Regions from separate parts of the Mus musculus genome. Here region 2 is linked to region 1. Evidence: chromatin contacts called from public HiChIP or PLAC-seq data. All regions are on one chromosome and are shown on one strand. The core of a region is the stretch at or near the end of the contact, and the rest is flanking DNA. Distances in the headings are between cores, read along the strand shown. Region 1 holds the start of Ints6 (integrator complex subunit 6). Region 2 holds the start of Xkr6 (X-linked Kx blood group related 6).

Region 1 (2,707 bases), core at 121-2,620:
CCTTCCTAGTTCCACTCTGTGATGACCAAGTCTCGAAGCCCCCCTCCAGGCTTCCCTGCCAGCTTTGGCTGATTCCCTTTTAATGCAAACCCGGGCTAGGCAAGGCTGGGCCCCGCTGTCACTCGGGCTAACTTGAATAAATATCCCCCACAGTTCATTGCTGCCGCTCACGCCGCGGAGGGGAAATGTCGGCCATGTTGATCGTAGCGCCTCCGCCGCCAGGCCGAGCAGGACCCGGAGGGGACGGCGGTGGGCCAGAAACTGCCACCTCGCTGACGCTCCCGGGCTGGGGAGGGGTGGGAGGCCGCGGGGAAGGGACCTGGAGGCGGGAGCGGCCGTGGGGGAGGGGAGCATAATGAAGAGGGGGCGGGGAGGGCGAGCTAGGCAGGATCAGGGAAGGGAGGGGGAGGGCGAGGGCTGTTACCTTGATAGCATAGGGCGGCTCTTCGAAAGTGACCAGCATATACCTGTCTCCTCTGCTGGCAGGGTCCCGGGCACGGAGCTGCGGGCCAGGGTGGGGACGGGCGGGAGAGAGGGAAACACAGAGGCGAGGTTACCAGTCGCAGAAGGGTCGCTGGCCGCCCCCACAGTACCGCACACGCAGGGCCGTCCCTCCGCCGCCCCCCGCACCCACAGCAGCCCCACATGGGCCAGGCCCAGCAGAGCCCGCTCCCAGCGCCCGCCCGCCCGCGCGGTGGGGGAGGGGTCCCCGCGCCCGCGGAGCCCGCAGTAAACCCGCTGCCCCCCGCCCTGCCCCCCGCGGGCCACCGGGTCCGGGTCACCACCGGGGCTGGGTTAGTCGGTACCTTCATGAAGGTCTCTACCGCGCCTTTGGCCGTGTCCAGGTAGGTGGTGCCCAGATGGCTGCGCTGGTTCATAGAGGCAGACGTGTCTATCAGGAACAGTAAGATGGGCATAGTGCTGGCCGGGGACACCGGGGCCCGAGGTGGTGAAGAGATGGCAGAGGTGGAAGCACCGGCGGCGGCGGCGGCAACCGCCGATACGCGGGGCGGGGAACGCGGCCCCCGGGAGGAAAACACCAGCTATGGGGAGTTTCTCCCCCGATAGTTGAGAGGAAACTCCCCAGCCCAGGTCCTCCCGGCCGTACCCCCGCCTCCGGCCTGCCTGCCCGCTGGGGCGGCCGCGCGGCCGTCTGTCCGTCCGTCCCCCCCGGCCTGGGGGTCCCGTCCCCACTCCCGGACCCTGTGTGTGTCCCCGCGGGAGACGGGCCCAGTTCCCCACCCCACCCCCAGTGCAGGGAGTGGGGACCAGGGATCTGGCGAAGAGGGGAGTGGGCTGAGGGGAGATTGGCCCTGGGGCTGTTGAGAGAAGTTTGAGAGACTCCCTCCGCACCCCAGCGGTGTCACCACTTTCTCAGCCCCTCTCGCTACTGAAGCGCTTTTCTCTCTCACACTCCGGTTTTAACTCGGGCAGGGGCTACGTAGGCTCCGCCCCTGACACGTACTCGGGTCATGTGATCCACAGGCCCACTGCCCTATTGGCTGGTCCTTACAGCCTCATTAGCATATTCAAACAGCTCAGGGGCGGGGGAAGCCTGCAGGCCGACCGAGAGGACAGTTATTGAGCACGCGCGGAGGCGGGGCAGCGGGTGCACGCTAGAGCCAGCGCGCAAGGGGCGGCGGGCGGCCCGAAGCCCGCAGCCGGGAGGCGGGCTTCGGGAAGGGGCGGGGACAGGCCGCGGAAGCACCGCGGGTTGGGGCGGGGACTGCGTCGGCGCGCGGAGGGCGGGCAGCGGCCCTAGGCGTGTGTGTCAAGGCGGCCGGCCTTTTGGCTGTGCGCGGTGACAGGGTCGGGAGAAGGGAAGTGGAAGCCGCCCCCAACCTGTGGGTGAGGGCCCTGCGTCGCGATTTGAGAACGCAGGGCCAAGAAGGGTGAACGGACGAAGAATACGGGAGCGCGCAGGCCCACGCGGCTGCAGCAGGCCGGGCCTTGGGGCGGCCCGGAGGGGGCGGGGGAGGGGAAGTGAGAGGTTGTTTATGACCTGGTATTAATCCCCGCCGGTCTTTCGGCTCCGGCTCTAGCCGGTCAGAGGATCCACCGAAAAGGAAGCCAGCCCTGGAGTGCCTCACCCAACCCTGCAAACCCGAAGCGGAACTCAGATGTGGACTAGTAAAGCAACTGTCCTCTCCAACCTAGTTCTCTCTTCAAATCGTGTTAAGGCACTAGACTAGATTAAGAAATGAAAGGGGGGCCTTCCAAATCCTAATCCACTGCCCTCGTTTTAAAAGTGAAAAGGGATGACCACGTTGCGCAGGTGACCCAGAGAATAGATAGGTTCCTGGGAAACCCGCCTCTCAAGTCTTTGCCAGTGTTGTGTCGGAAAACATTCTCAACCCCTGTCATATTAAGTCTTCAGTCTGCACCTGCAAGTCCGGAGAATTGTTCTCAAATGTAGTTGGGAAACTGCAAGACCCGCTGCCTGAAATATGAGTTGAATTCGGAACATTGAGGCCTTTTAAGAGTCGGTATTTGTAGGGCTTCTCCCACTGGCCCTGCATTTCCGGATTTTCTCTGCTGAAATTCTGGCCTGCTGGGCATCTGTAGTGACATGCTTGTGGCGCTTTTTTAAAATCAGGCTTTGTTGTTTGGGCTTTTCCTAATATTTCAAAAACAAAAGCCTCAGAACGTTGTTTAACTTATTATCAGTAAATAGTAGCATACTGTTCTATGGGAATAAACCATAGTA
Region 2 (2,700 bases), core at 35-2,534, 850 kb after region 1:
CTTCCACTGAAAGAGCATTGTAATTCAAATCCATTCAGTGCTGCCTCATTTATACAATTTGTTAGTGAAGCTCAAATACTCTGCACCTATTTTAATGATATAGCACATTAATAACATTTTCACTCATTTAAAGCCATGTTTACTAACAGAGCCTTAGCACCCCCCAAAACACTGGCAAAGACAAGTTTCACACATTCAAATTGCCTGAACAAGTAATTGATACATACAGCTTAAAGCTTTTTTTTTTTTTTTTTTTTTTTTTTTCCCAAATGAAGGTCTTTAGAGAGTTTTAAAATCACGCTAAAACAAACAAAAAAAAGTAGGTAAAAACATGTTTGACTGTGCAGAAAACACTCAAGGTCACAAGATGCCCATTTAGTTCTTGCTACAACAGGAAAGAGGCAACCAGGCTGATTTCTAGCTAAATTTTGCCTAGAATTTTCTTGAGGGAAAGTTGGAAACTTTATTACAAAATATGGGAAAGTTATCAAGTGACAGGAAAATTAGGGGGTCAATAAAGATGAAAGATGTCTAAACAGAAGTGAGAATCAGTAAGTTTGTGGACTCTTATTGACTTATGTCATTATTTTTAGAGCCCCTCAAAATAAGAAACTAACACGGATGAAGGGGGGGTTATCCAGCCAGAGGTGAGACACAGCCATTTTGGTGGGGGGGAGGGGGGTGTCTAACTACACAATGAGGTCATCCTATCTCCCGGAAGTGACAAGTAATCACCTGCTTTTCACTAGCTCCTCCCCTTCCCTCAAAGGTCCCGCCCCTCTGCCCGCAGCCGGGAGGGTGTTAGGGGGCGTTTCTCCCAGAGCAAAGCTGAGAGCTGCGACGCAGAGGAAGGGGACCCCAAAACGTCTGGCACTGCCTCCTCCAGGGAACACTTTGGACCGTCTCACTCAACCCAGCGGGATTCTGAAACGCCGAGGGGTCAACCTGATGGGTTTCGGGGTCAACGGAAGAGGGGACGGGGAGCCCTGGCGGGGAGAACCCCCCGGCCCCCCGCCCAGCAGCTGAGGCACAGGAGGGCGGCCATCTTGGCCGGTAGGGTAGGGCCAGGAGGCTGCGGGCGCCGTGCGATTGGGGGGCTCGCCCGGAAGTGACGCCGCCCGCCCGGAAGCGGAGGGGGTTCCCTGGCCCACTCCCCCCGTTCGTCTGCTCCCCGCTTCCTCCCCGCCCCCCTTCCTCTCCATTCGTTCCCCCCCTCCCCGGTCCCTGCCTTCTCCCCCCACCCGTCCCTCCCCCCCAACCTCCGGAGCTGGGAAGAGAGTCAAGATGGCGGCGAAATCCGATGGCGGTGGCGTGGGGGTGGGCTTCGCCCAGCTGCACAACCTGGACGAGGCGGTGGGCAGCGGCGAGGAGGACGGGGAGCCCGGGGGAGGCGGCTGCGGCGGCGGCGACGGCAGCGAGCCCGGCGAGAGCAGCTCGCTGCACATCTGCCACTGCTGCAACACCTCCTCGTGCTACTGGGGCTGCCGCTCCGCCTGCCTGCGCTCGCTGCTGGGCAAGAAGCCGCGCCGCAGCGCCGCCGCCGCCGACGGGGGGGACCAGCCGCTGCAGCCGCCCGGGGCCGCCGGCCGCCACCCCCCGACGCCCTCGGCCGGCCGACCGCAGCCCGCGTCGCCGCAGGTGGAGCGGCCGTGGCTTGACTGCCTGTGGATCGTGCTCGCGCTGCTGGTGTTCTTCGGGGACGTGGGTACCGACCTGTGGCTGGCCCTCGACTACTACCGCAAGGGGGACTACGGCTGCTTCGGGCTGACCCTGTTCTTCGTGCTGGTGCCGTCGCTGCTGGTGCAGAGCCTGAGCTTCCGCTGGTTCGTGCAGGACTACACGGGCGGCGGGCTAGGCGCCGTGGAGGGGCTCAGCAGCCGGGGACCCCCAATGATGGGGGCCGGCTACGGCCACGGCGCGGCCCGCGGCGGCCCGGGTGCGGGGGGCTCGGCCACCCCGGGGGCGCAGCGTCTGTGCCGCCTCTCCGTGTGGATCTGGCAGTCGGTCATCCACCTGCTGCAGATGGGGCAGGTGTGGAGGTAAGAGCACTGCGGGCTGGGGGCGGGGGCTGCGGCCGCGCGCGGGCCCCTCGGACAGTCTGGGCTAGGTTGAGCCGGGGGTAGCCGTGCGCTGTCTTAGCATCTCGGGACGGTCTATAGGTTGCCTGGCCACGCCTTTTGGCCCGGGGGAGGCCCTAGGTCCTGCTGTTTGTCCATCTCCGTCCCTGGGTTGCACTTGGAGAAGACCCTGCCTCTACCCTCCCGCCTCTCCTCTGCAGACCTCCATCCTGGTTGCCCCCTTTCCCCCCCCCGCTGTGTCCCAAGGTAACTGGCGCTCGTTTGCATCCTGGAGGAGACCTGGCCTCCTTCAGCCGGTTGCACTTGGCCTTCCCCCCTACCCCCATCCTCCCCGAGGGACATTTCCTCCCCCCCCCCACTCCTGTTTTCTCTCTGCAGTGGCCGGTGTGGGGCCCTGTGGAAAAACCCTAGCTGCCTCTCCTTAAAGCACTCCTTCCTTTCACGCCCCTCCTCCTCCTGCAGCCCCAGCCCCTGCAAACACCGCTGCTCCACACCGCTGCCCTCCTTGAAGGAAAAAAAATGACTTTTTTTTTCTTTCCGGAATAGATGTGCCCTTTTCGCAGTGACAGGGAAAAAAAATGAGATGGTATCTAGTGGCAGCAAGCGTTTGCTGTTAACTCTC

What was found. HiChIP or PLAC-seq counts read pairs in DNA pulled down with a chosen protein or histone mark.
Region 2: a contact with region 1 is called in an H3K27ac HiChIP or PLAC-seq map of extraembryonic endoderm stem cells, with 5 times the contacts expected there. The contact joins the promoter of Xkr6 here to the promoter of Ints6 in region 1. A contact is called at or near these places in 1 of 39 promoter capture datasets (the HPC-7 cell line) and 1 of 115 datasets of contacts at active chromatin or transcription factors (extraembryonic endoderm stem cells).

The regions. Positions count from the first base shown.
Region 1 is chr14:62,759,742-62,762,448 of GRCm38.p6, forward strand. It overlaps Ints6 (integrator complex subunit 6), which reads right to left and starts at 1,371. Exons shown (of 19, transcript NM_008715.2): 1 at 807-1,371; 2 at 425-502. The coding sequence starts at 917. 4931440J10Rik (RIKEN cDNA 4931440J10 gene) reads left to right here and starts at 760. Exons shown (of 7, transcript NR_045503.1): 1 at 760-845.
Region 2 is chr14:63,605,246-63,607,945 of GRCm38.p6, forward strand. It overlaps Xkr6 (X-linked Kx blood group related 6), which reads left to right and starts at 1,285. Exons shown (of 3, transcript NM_173393.2): 1 at 1,285-2,039. The coding sequence starts at 1,285. Gm15918 (predicted gene 15918) reads right to left here and starts at 2,474. Exons shown (of 2, transcript NR_167937.1): 1 at 1,714-2,474.